Linked DNA regions of Nomascus leucogenys: region 1 is linked to region 2. Evidence: chromatin contacts called from public Hi-C data. All regions are on one chromosome and are shown on one strand. Each heading gives the region's core, a stretch centred on a gene start, on an enhancer-like site or on the middle of the called end of the contact. The rest is flanking DNA. Distances are from core to core; before and after follow the strand shown.

What was found. A called contact is a pair of places that touch in the nucleus more often than the background predicts.
Region 1: a Hi-C map of a lymphoblastoid cell line shows a contact between it and region 2, with 3 times the contacts expected there. The contact joins two enhancer-like sites. A contact is called at or near these places in 2 of 4 Hi-C or Micro-C datasets (both in a lymphoblastoid cell line).

What each region holds. Positions count from the first base shown.
Region 1 is chr7b:7,777,798-7,783,094 of Asia_NLE_v1, reverse strand. No RefSeq gene overlaps it. Among named protein-coding and RNA genes, the nearest start is that of ATP5MGL, 41 kb to the left of the region's middle. Within about 2 kb of position 1,459, the one cell type or tissue checked has an H3K27ac peak away from gene starts, as active enhancers do. A contact at or near this core is called in a lymphoblastoid cell line, where this site is marked.
Region 2 is chr7b:7,641,800-7,646,783 of Asia_NLE_v1, reverse strand. ARFGAP3 (ADP-ribosylation factor GTPase-activating protein 3) reads right to left here. Exons shown (of 15, transcript XM_030815421.1): 10 at 3,782-3,910; 11 at 3,197-3,319. Among named protein-coding and RNA genes, the nearest start is that of ARFGAP3, 38 kb to the right of the region's middle. Within about 2 kb of position 2,348, the one cell type or tissue checked has an H3K27ac peak away from gene starts, as active enhancers do. A contact at or near this core is called in a lymphoblastoid cell line, where this site is marked.

The DNA.
Region 1 (5,297 bases), core at 210-2,709, 140 kb before region 2:
CAAACTCTGGATTGAGCCGTTTCCCAGGGGGCTTCCTGCAGAGTCTGAGCAGGTGAGGACCATGGAGGCGAGGCCCAGGCCAATTCAGCTGGAGGAGTACATGCTGCTGCAGGACCTCAGCTATCTCAGGCCACCTGTCCTGGGCCTTTCCTGTCACTGAGGCCACCTGTGCCTTCTGTGAAACACTGCCCCGTTAGTTCAGAGTTCAAAGAGGCGGCTGTTACTGAGGCCAGAGGGGCCTGGGCCTGGGCTCTGACACTGATACTGACCTTGAGCTGGTGACTTAACTCCCTGAGCCTCAGTCTACTTGTCTATAAAGTGGGAATAATTCTACCTACTCTATTCCTGGCAACCTTTTTCAATGGCCCCGAGCCTCAATTGTTCTCATCTGTAAAATGGTCTTAACGATGGCCTTTCCTGTGTATCTTACAATTTTGTAAATAAATCCATCCATCAGTTATCAAATAATAGTAATAAAGAAATGAGAGGCTGGGCGCGGTGGCTCACGCCTGTAATCCCAGCACTTTGGGAGGCTGAGGCAGGTGGATCCCTTGAGCCCAGGAACTTGAGACCAGCCTGGGTAACGTGGTGAAACCTCATCTCTCCAAAAAAAAATACAAAAACTAACCGGGCACGGTGGTGTATGCCTGTAGTCCTAGCTATGTGGGAAGCTGAGGTGGGAGAATGGCTTGAGCCTGGGAGGCGGAGGTTGCAGTGAGCCAAGATCACACCGCTGCACTCCAGTCTGGGTGACAGAGCCAGACCCTGTCTCAAAAAAAAAAAAAAAAAAAAAGAAAAAGAAAAAAGAAATGAGACTGCTTGCTATATGCCTGGCACTATGGACATGCCTTAACTCATCCATTTCTCCTGGTCACCCTGGGAGGAGAAAGTCTATATTACTGCCATCCCACAGAAGAGAAAACAGACCAGTAATTCACACACTCCGCATCACACAGCTGAACGTGCTGCAGATGCAGGCAGTCTAGCCTCACTGGCTGCCTCCCTGTACCCAGGCTGCCTCCCTGTGCCCAGGCTACCTCCCTGTGTACAGTCCACTGTTCCAGGGTCTGGAGCATGGTGGCCCTCAATAAATAACGGTTGAATGAATGACACCGCAAAAGTGCCTGTAGAGTGGAGGTCCAGCACAGCTGCTCCAACGTACCCAGGTCAGACTGGAGTGGTTTGAGGGCATCCACACACCATCCTGCTTGCTGAAGCAGGTGAGTACCACAGGTTTTGCATTGTAACATGCAAATGATGGCATGTATTTTTATCCTCATCTGAGATCTGGGACTTTTATGGGTTTCCTGGTATTCAGAGGGCAAGGGCTTTGGGAGAAAGCTTGAAACCCCCTGATGTAGCTGACAGAGCATGAGTTTATCCTCAGAGAGACCACAGTTCAAATCTTGGCTGGGTGACTACTTTCCTGAGCCTCACCTGCTTCGTCGTAGCAGCCCGAATTGGCCTGACCATTTCCTGCAAGTTCCTTGACACCTGGAGGAAGATCACAGTACCCAGCCCTGGGCATCACTGACTTGGCATCACAGATCACCTCTTCTAGGGAGCAATCTGTGGCTGATGGAGGGAGGTGGGGGATACCAGAAGAAAAAATTTAACTGCCTGGAAAGTACCTTCCTGGTGGCTTTCAGTCATCTCAGCTCCCCAGATGCCCTACTTTTTGCTGGAGTCACATGCTCTGCCCTTGCTCTCTTCGAGGTAACAGATTCTTGTCCGTTTGCAGGCAGGAACTTGAGAATAGAGGAAGAACAGGCCTCAGACTGTATTTGTTCAGATGTCAATGTGGATAAGCACCATGCCAGGTTCTGTCCTAGGCGCAAAGACTGCCAAGATATTTTTAAAAATCTTTTACTGCGAGGCTTATTATAAAAGAAACTAACCTCATTGTTTAAAAAATGAAATTAGGGCCAGGCGCGGTGGCTCATGCCTGTAATCCCAGCACTTTGGGAGACTGAGGCAGGTGGATCACTTGAGGTCAGGAGTTCGAGACTGGTCTAGCCAACATGGTGAAACCCCATCTCTACTAAAAATACAAAAATTAGTCAGGCATGGTGGTGGGTGCCTGTAATCTCAGCTCCTCGAGAGGCTCAAACAGGAGAATTGCTTGAACCCGGGAGGCGGAGGATGCAGTGAGCCGAGATCGCGCCACTGCACTCTAGCCTGGGCAACAGAGCGAGACTCCGTCTCAAAAAAAAAAAAAAAAAAAAAGGAACAAACAAAAACTGAAATTAGGTGGGGTGCAGTGGCTCACGCCCGTAATCCTAGCACTTTGGGAGGCTGAGGCGGGAGGATCGCTTGAACCCGGAGCTGGATTCCATCCTGGGCAACAGGGTGAAACCCCATCTCTACTAAAAATACAAAAATTGGCCGGGCATGGTAGTTTGCACCCAGCTACTCAGGAGGCTAAGGTGGGAGGATGACTTGAGCCGGGGAGGCAGATGTTGCACTAAACCAAGATTGTGCCACTGCACTCCAGCCTGGGTGGCAGAGCTGGAACCTATCTCAGAAAAAAAAAAAAAGAAACGAAGAAGGAAAGAAGGAAAGAAAAAAAAGAAAGAAAGAAAAAAGAAAGAAAAAAAAAAGAAAAAAAAAAAGAAAGGAGGCGGGGCACGTGTAAAGACGGAGGGAGGGGGACAGATCAGGAATTGAGAACGTGAAACCTCAAAAAAAAAAAAAGAGGGGCGGGGCCGTACCAGTAGGAGAGGAGAGGAGAAGGGAACCGGAGGGACGCAGAGGAAGCGCACGCACTCAGCTGGCAAAGAGAGACCCGTTCAAAAAAAAAAAAAAAAGAAAGAAAAGAAAGAGAGAGAGAGAAGAAAGAAAGAAAGAAAGAAAGAAAGAAAGAAAGAAAGAAAGAAAGAAAGAAAAATAAATTACATGATAATTTATATGTTTGAAACCAGCAAATCCTGGCTCCTTTATAAGCCCTCTTAATTCTACCTGAGACCTGAATCCTTCCCTTTTCACTCGTTATAATCTTGAATTTTATCATAAGTAGCTAAAAGAAAATAGTTGGTTGGCCGGGCATGGTGGCTTATGCCTGTAATCCCAGCACTTTGGGAGGCTGAGGTCAGAAGTTCAAGACCAGCCAGGCCAACATGGTGAAACCCCCGTCTCTACTAAAGATACAAAAATTAGCCAGTGGTGGCAGGTGCCTGTAATCCCAGCTACTCAGGAGGCTGAGGCAGGAGAATCGCTTGAACCCGGGAGGCAGAAGTTGCAATGAGCCGAGATCGCGCCATCGCACTCTAGCCTGGGGGACAAGAGTGAGACTTCGTCTCAAAAAAAAAAAAAAAAAAAAAGAAAGAAAATAGCTGGCATTTTCAACATTTCAACATAACATACTCTAGCCAAGTGCCAAGCAATCCTCCTTATGAAGTGGACCGGGTACAACTGTACCCTGCTTCCCCCTGAGTAGCTGGTTTCAGTTCCCTGCCAGCCCATGGAATTATACAAACAAGCCAATCACATACACCACGAAACCAGGGGGCACCTCACCCCTTTTTTTTTTGAGATGAGTCTCGCTGTGTCACCCAGGCTGGAGTGCAGTGGCACGATCTCGGCTCACTGCAACCTTCATTTCCAGGTTTCAAGTGATTCTCCTGCCTCAGCCTCTCAAGTAACTGGGATTACAGGCACTCACCACCATGCCCGGATAATTTTTATATTTTAGTAGAAATGAGGTTTCTTTTTTTTCTTTTTTTTCCTTTTTTTTTTTCTTTTTTGAGACAGAGTCTCGCCCTGTCGCCCAGGCTGGAGTGCAGTGGCGCCATCTCGGCTCACTGCAAGCTCCACCCACTGAGTTCACACCATTCTCCTGCCTCAGCCTCCTGAGTAGCTGGGCCACCACGCTCGGCTAATTTTTTGTATATTTAGTAGAGACGGGGTTTCACCGTGTTAGCCAGGATGGTCTCGATCTCCTGATCTCGTGATCCTCTCACCTCCGCCTCCCAAAGAGCGGGGATTACAGGCGTGAGCCACCGAGCCCGGCCCTTTAGGCCATTATTACTGGAGGGTGTTTGCCACCCTGTGTGGGTCTCCTGGGTATTCTGTATGGTACTGTGTGGTAACTTACAGATTGTCTTTTTTTTTTTTTTTTTTTTGAGACAGTCTCGCTCTCTCCCCCAGGCTAGAGTGCAATGGCATGATCTTGGCTCACTGCAACCTCCACCTCCTGGGTTCAAGCAATTCTCCTGTCTCAGCCTCCCAAGTAGCTGGGACTACAGGAGCGTGCCACCACGCCCAGCTAAATTTTTTTGGTAGAGATGGGGTTTCACCGTGTTAGCCAGGATGGTCTGGATCTCCTCACCTCATGATCTGCCTGCTTTGGCCTCCCAAAGTGCTGGGATTACAGGCGTGAGCCACCGTGCCCGGCCCAGATTGTCTTAAGGTGGGAGATGTGTGCTTCTCTAGGGATGTGCCAGATGGACCAGTAGATCTCTATGGTCTATGGTCCCTCACAGTTTTTTTGTTTGTTTGTTTTTTGTTTCTGTTTGTTGTTGTTGTTGTTGTTTTAGATGGAGTCTCGCTCCATCTCCCAGGCTAGAGTGCAATGGCGCCATCTTGGCTCACTGCACCCTCCACCTCCTGGGTTCAAGCAATTCTCCTGTCTTAGCCTCCCGAGTAGCTGGGATTACAGGCACCTGCCACCATGCCTGGCTAATTTTTGTATTTGTAGGAGAGACAGGGTTTCACCATGTTGGCCAGGCTGGTCTCAAACTCCTGACCTCAAGTGATCCACCCACCTTGGCCTCCCAAAGTGCTGGGATTACAGGTGTGAGCCACCGAGCCCAGCCCCTCCCAGTCTTGAAATTCTGTGGTTATAGGATGGGACAGGTTTCGGTTAGGCTGAGGACCCCCAAAGTTTCAAGGCTCTGGACTGGATTCTGAGTTTTCCTTTCCTTCCTTTGCTTTTAGACAGGGTCTCACTCTATTGCTCATGCTGGAGTGCAGTGGCATCATTGTTCATCACAGCCTTGATCTCCCGGGCTCAGGTGATCCTCCCGCCTCAGCCTCCTGTGTTGCTGGGACTACAGGCTCATGCCACCATGCCAGCTAATATATATAGATTTTTAAGTACAGACAGATCTTGCTATGTTGCCCAGGCTGGTCTCAAACTCCTGGGCTCAAGTGATCCTCCTGCCTCACCCTTTTGAGTAGCTGGGATTACAGGCGCTCGGCTAATTTCTTTGTATTTGTTGTAGAGACGGGGTTTTGCCGTAATGCCCAGGCTTGTTTCTAACTCTTGGGCTCAATTGATCCACCAGCCTTGGCCTCCC
Region 2 (4,984 bases), core at 1,099-3,598:
ATTTTTCCCCTCCCACTCTGTCTTTAACCAATCTTAAAAACATTCCTTAAAATCCCTTGATAAGAGCACCCTAATATCACATTTGCTCTGATTTAGAGCTATAGACAGTTGTCTATTCTAATTAAGGCCATGCTAGCTTTATAAGGCTGAGCAAATTGTTCTAGTTTCATTATCTTGTACTCAATATATAATTATACTGTTTATATCCTAGAAATGATGGAACTCAATAATAAGAAAAAAAAAACAAGGACAGGTTTTATCTTATTTTTAACAGAAACAGAACTCTTTCATAATTCATAATGTTCAAGTTCTAATGGGCTAATGAATAATTTGAAAGCAATAAGAGCTCTTCATCGAACTAATATATTTGCTTTCAGAGTCCATGTTTATTTTACCTCAGTTACCAAAGTACCTAATAGTACCCTAGTTCTACTAATGGTGGTCACCCTACCAAGGAGGACTAGAGAAGGCATTTATGTTCCTATTAGACAATCTGCAGGTCATGAGAAACAATACACCAAGGTCTCTCTGGCAAGAGTCCAGGAGGCATGGTCTATATAAATATGCCATCTGCTCCCAGGTTTCAAACCGTAAGTAACAGTTTCATAGCAACAGTGGCTTCTGGGGCTAACTCTTTCGATTAAGCCTTTGAAGAAGGGGAGTCTGAAAGATCCCTGAAGCCCTTACAAGGCAGAAAGGCCCCACAGGGGCCTGTCAGTGACCTGGAGCCAGTGAGGGTCTCTGAAGTTCCCATTAGGCAACCTCACTTACAGCTCTCTTACCAACCCGGCTACCAAGCAATAGTACTGATTTAACTGAAACTTTCTCTTTTTCTTTGAGAGAGGGTCTTCTTGCTCTGTTGCCCAGGCTGGAGTGCAGTGGTGCAATCTAATCTCACTGCAACCTCTGCCTCCCAGGCTCAAGTGATCCTCCACCTCAGCCTCCCAAGTAGCTGGGACTACAGACATGTCCACCATGCTAGGCTAATATTTTTGAAATTTTTTGTAAAGATGAGGTCTCACTATATTTCCCAGTCTGGTCTTGAATTCCTGGGCTCGAATGATCCTCCTGCCTTGGCTTCCCAAAGTGCTGGGATTATAGGTGTGAGCTACCGTGCCCAGCCTAAACTTTCTTTACCTTCCTACACTATCATCTGCAGAAGTTGCTAATAAGCAGTGAAATAATCAAAGATGTTGTGAGAAGCCACACAGGCAAATACAGACCCGTACTGCCAAGAGTTTCCTCTGACCCAGACTTAGTCCATCATTTAATATTCATATCTGAAATGATCTGACACGCATGCAGTTTCCAAATCAAATTACACATTTCATTTTATTCTGTGTAAAATCTATTTACATACCTTTAAAAGGCATGATTTGGGTATCACTTCTGAGTAAAGTGAAACTTGATGCATTATAGAGGCTACAAAGGATAGGCAAATATAAAACCACCCAAGTCTCTGAAAATACCACCATGGAACACGACTAAACTACTACTTTTTTTTTTTTTGGTAAAATCCCTGGACTTGAAATAATTTAGAGCTACACTTAGAGACATTTTTAAGGGTAGTATTCTTTATACAACTCCTTGTCTATAAACATTGATAGGAAAATATACAATTTCACAATTAGATCCTAGGTAATATATCTGTTCTATATATGAAGTGCGTGTGTGTGTATATATACACACATATATATATATTTTATACATATGAAAATGCTTCGAACCTATAAATTGCCAGACAACTCTAATGCCCTCCAAGACATAAGTGATGCAGCCTTCCAGTAAGCACCGCCCATTACTGACAGGAACTCCTTCAGTTTTCATGAACTGCTAACCCAAAGGTGGTCCTCAATGTGGTTAGTTTAACTACCTAACAATAGTCATCAAACATTTAGGCTGGGTGTGGAGGCTCATGCCTATAATCTCAGCACTTTGGGAGGCTGAGGACAGCAGATCACTTGAAGTCAGGGGTTTGAGACCAGCCTGGCCAACATGGCGAAACTCCATCTCTACTAAAAATACAAAAAATTAGCCATGTATGGTGGCACACGCCTGTAGTCAAAGCTACTCAGGAGGCTGAGGCACAAGAATTGCTTGAACTTGGCAGGTGGAGGTTGCAGTGAGCCGAGATCAGGCTACTGTACTCCAGCCTGGGTGACAGTGAGACTTTATCTCATAAACAAACAAACAAAAAACATTTAGACTGAATCACATTGTCTCAAACTGAGTTTCTATATTATCATATAGCAGCTAAACATAGTAAGAGCCAAGCATCATTCTAAACGTGCTATAGTATTCACAGTATCTCATTTGATCCTCACACAACCCTATCGCGTAGGTACTACTAGGGTCCCTAATTTACAGATAAGGAAGCTATAGCACAAAGAAGTTAAATAACTTGGCCCAGGTGACACATAAGTGAAAGCCAGGATACAAATCCATGCCATCTGGCCCCTGGGCCCATATTCTTACCCCTCTGTTCCTGAGCTGTGCCCTCTCCAGTGAAATCACAGGTTCATTTGGTGCCTTTTTAGCAGACCTCTCCCTGGGCCGAGCAGGTCCTTACAAAGTGAAGTGACTCAAGTTTAAACTTGTTCTCTTTGCTCTGGCAGGCCACTTGACCGTGCACTGCTCTCCACAGTCAGCTTCACACTAGAGTTATGCATTTTGTCTCAATCAGATAGTGAGTGCTGAAGGAGAGAAACCTGGGCTTTACTCTGGGATCCCCTCAAAGTGCAATCATGTTCCTCATTAATAAATACACACACCCATAGAGTTTATTTAATGCACTATTGTACCAATTGGAGTTTTCTGAAGCTGGCATTCTGAAGCACAGAAATCTGCTGAAGCCCTGAGAAAGAGCTGTGAAATATTCCCACTGCTGGACTAAACACATACCTTCAGGATTTTGCAGTTTTCTCCAATGTCATAATTTAAATAAACGCATCTCTCCTACCTCTAATTTTAACTCACAGTTGTTTTATTGCCAAACATTTTAATATTAGCCCACATTGTCCTTTTACAAACGTTTCTCTAATTTTTACTCCAAAGAATAGCCTTGGCTCCAGCCAAAGCTTTTAAAAACAGTGAAGTAAATTGATTTGTAATTTCTCCTAATGAAAATAAACTAATAAATTCATACTAGTCACTGCTTTTCAAAATGACACTTTAACGATGATTTGTAATAGAGTACCTTGAGCTGGAAGTAAAATATGAATCGTCACTGTCATCATTATACTTTCTTCTTGGTTTTGCCATGATGGGTGATTCCTGCTCTATGGTCTGCATATCTGAAGTCACTGAATGTGAAATACCACTTGAGAAAACAGAAAAAAGTATATATCAGTAAGTTCACAAACTTTTGTTTCACCAAAATAAACAAAGCTTTAATTTATATTTTGAACAAAGACAAATGTATTAGAGGGGTTAAAAACATAAGCAATAAAACAATTTTTTTTTCTGGTGTGAGCTTTCAAAAATGTTAAAATTTTGTGCGGACTGTGTCTACACAAAATACAGTCACAAACATTGGTTATGTCCGTGGCTTCCTCTCTGGTAGGTGCTTCATGAAGAGCCAGACCTTTTTCCTTCTTTTAAAGAGCCAAATTTGAAATTTTTCATGTTATACTGAATACCAGAGCAAAGCAAAAATAATTAGAGAAGTTAATGAATAACAAAAAAAAACCTCTAAAGTTGAAACTAACACAGTCCAAGAAAAATCCACTGATGATTGGCACACTGTTTTAAATTCTAACTCCAAGAAAGCAGTCTCACGTACCTTCTGCAATTTCCAAATCCCATGCCGAGTCTGTCTGAGTCAACATTTTTTTTGCCACTAATGTTCATCTTTTCATCTTTCTTCATTTGAATTTCGAGATCCTTATAGGCTAATCGTAATGATGAAACACTGCCAGAAAAACCAAATACTCCTTAATTTAGCTTTAATCCTTTGTTCTTATATTAAAATAGCAAGCAAAATTAAACATGTAATTTATACTTTTAGCTTCATGATTCTTTCCATAATTAACAATTATGAAGGCAAGTTGGCGTTTTTTCTACCTGCCTTTTTTGAATAGACGTTTAAGAAAATTTGAATGAGCTTACAGCCACTTTCTCATTGCTGCTCAACCTATACCACTTGTCAAGTTTAGTTCACATTACCTATTATTGTATAATAACATAATGTATACCCAAATCACTTCTATATGGGATAGTGAAAAGCAGGATTTCTTACTTGGATTAATATTTTATTTTATTACACTTCCACATTACATAACAAAGCATGAGGTTAGTCTCACTAGTCTATCTTGATTTAAGATAAATAAATAAATATATAAATTTGACTTTACAAATAGATCAACTAAGGGGCTATTACTTAATTGTAAAAGGATCCTTCCATTTACAAAATAATTTCTTGTAGATACCTCTCTATGCAATCAGGCTTCTGAGAGCATTTAAAATGGGATAGTCACTCATCAGCTAATAGACTCTTTAGCACTACTAGTCAGTCATATACCACTCTTCTATTTAAAATCAAATATCTGCTACAAGCAGGACACCAAAGGGGTAAAAAGGTTTACAAAACATTGTCCTTGCTCTCAGATTTCTAAAAATGCAATAATGATTTAATTTTTCATAAAGAAAACTATGCCTACATAGCAAGAACAGCAGTTTGCATCATATTTTAGTGAGACAGCACAACATTTCAGGGCCCTGAAAAATGATCTATCTAACTTACAAGGATTTCTAAGTTATCATCCACTTTATAAAAACATGTAAAATATCATGAATTCCTGGCAAAAGAGGCATTGTATAAATTCCTCGTAATATAAATAAATTTCTGCATAGTAACAGGGAAAGACAACAGAATTTCTTTCTGTTTTTTGAGATGGAGTCTTGCTCTGTTGCCCAGGCTGGAGTGCAGTGGTGCAATCTCGGCTGACTGCAACCTCCACCCACCAGGTTCAAGCGATTCTCCTGC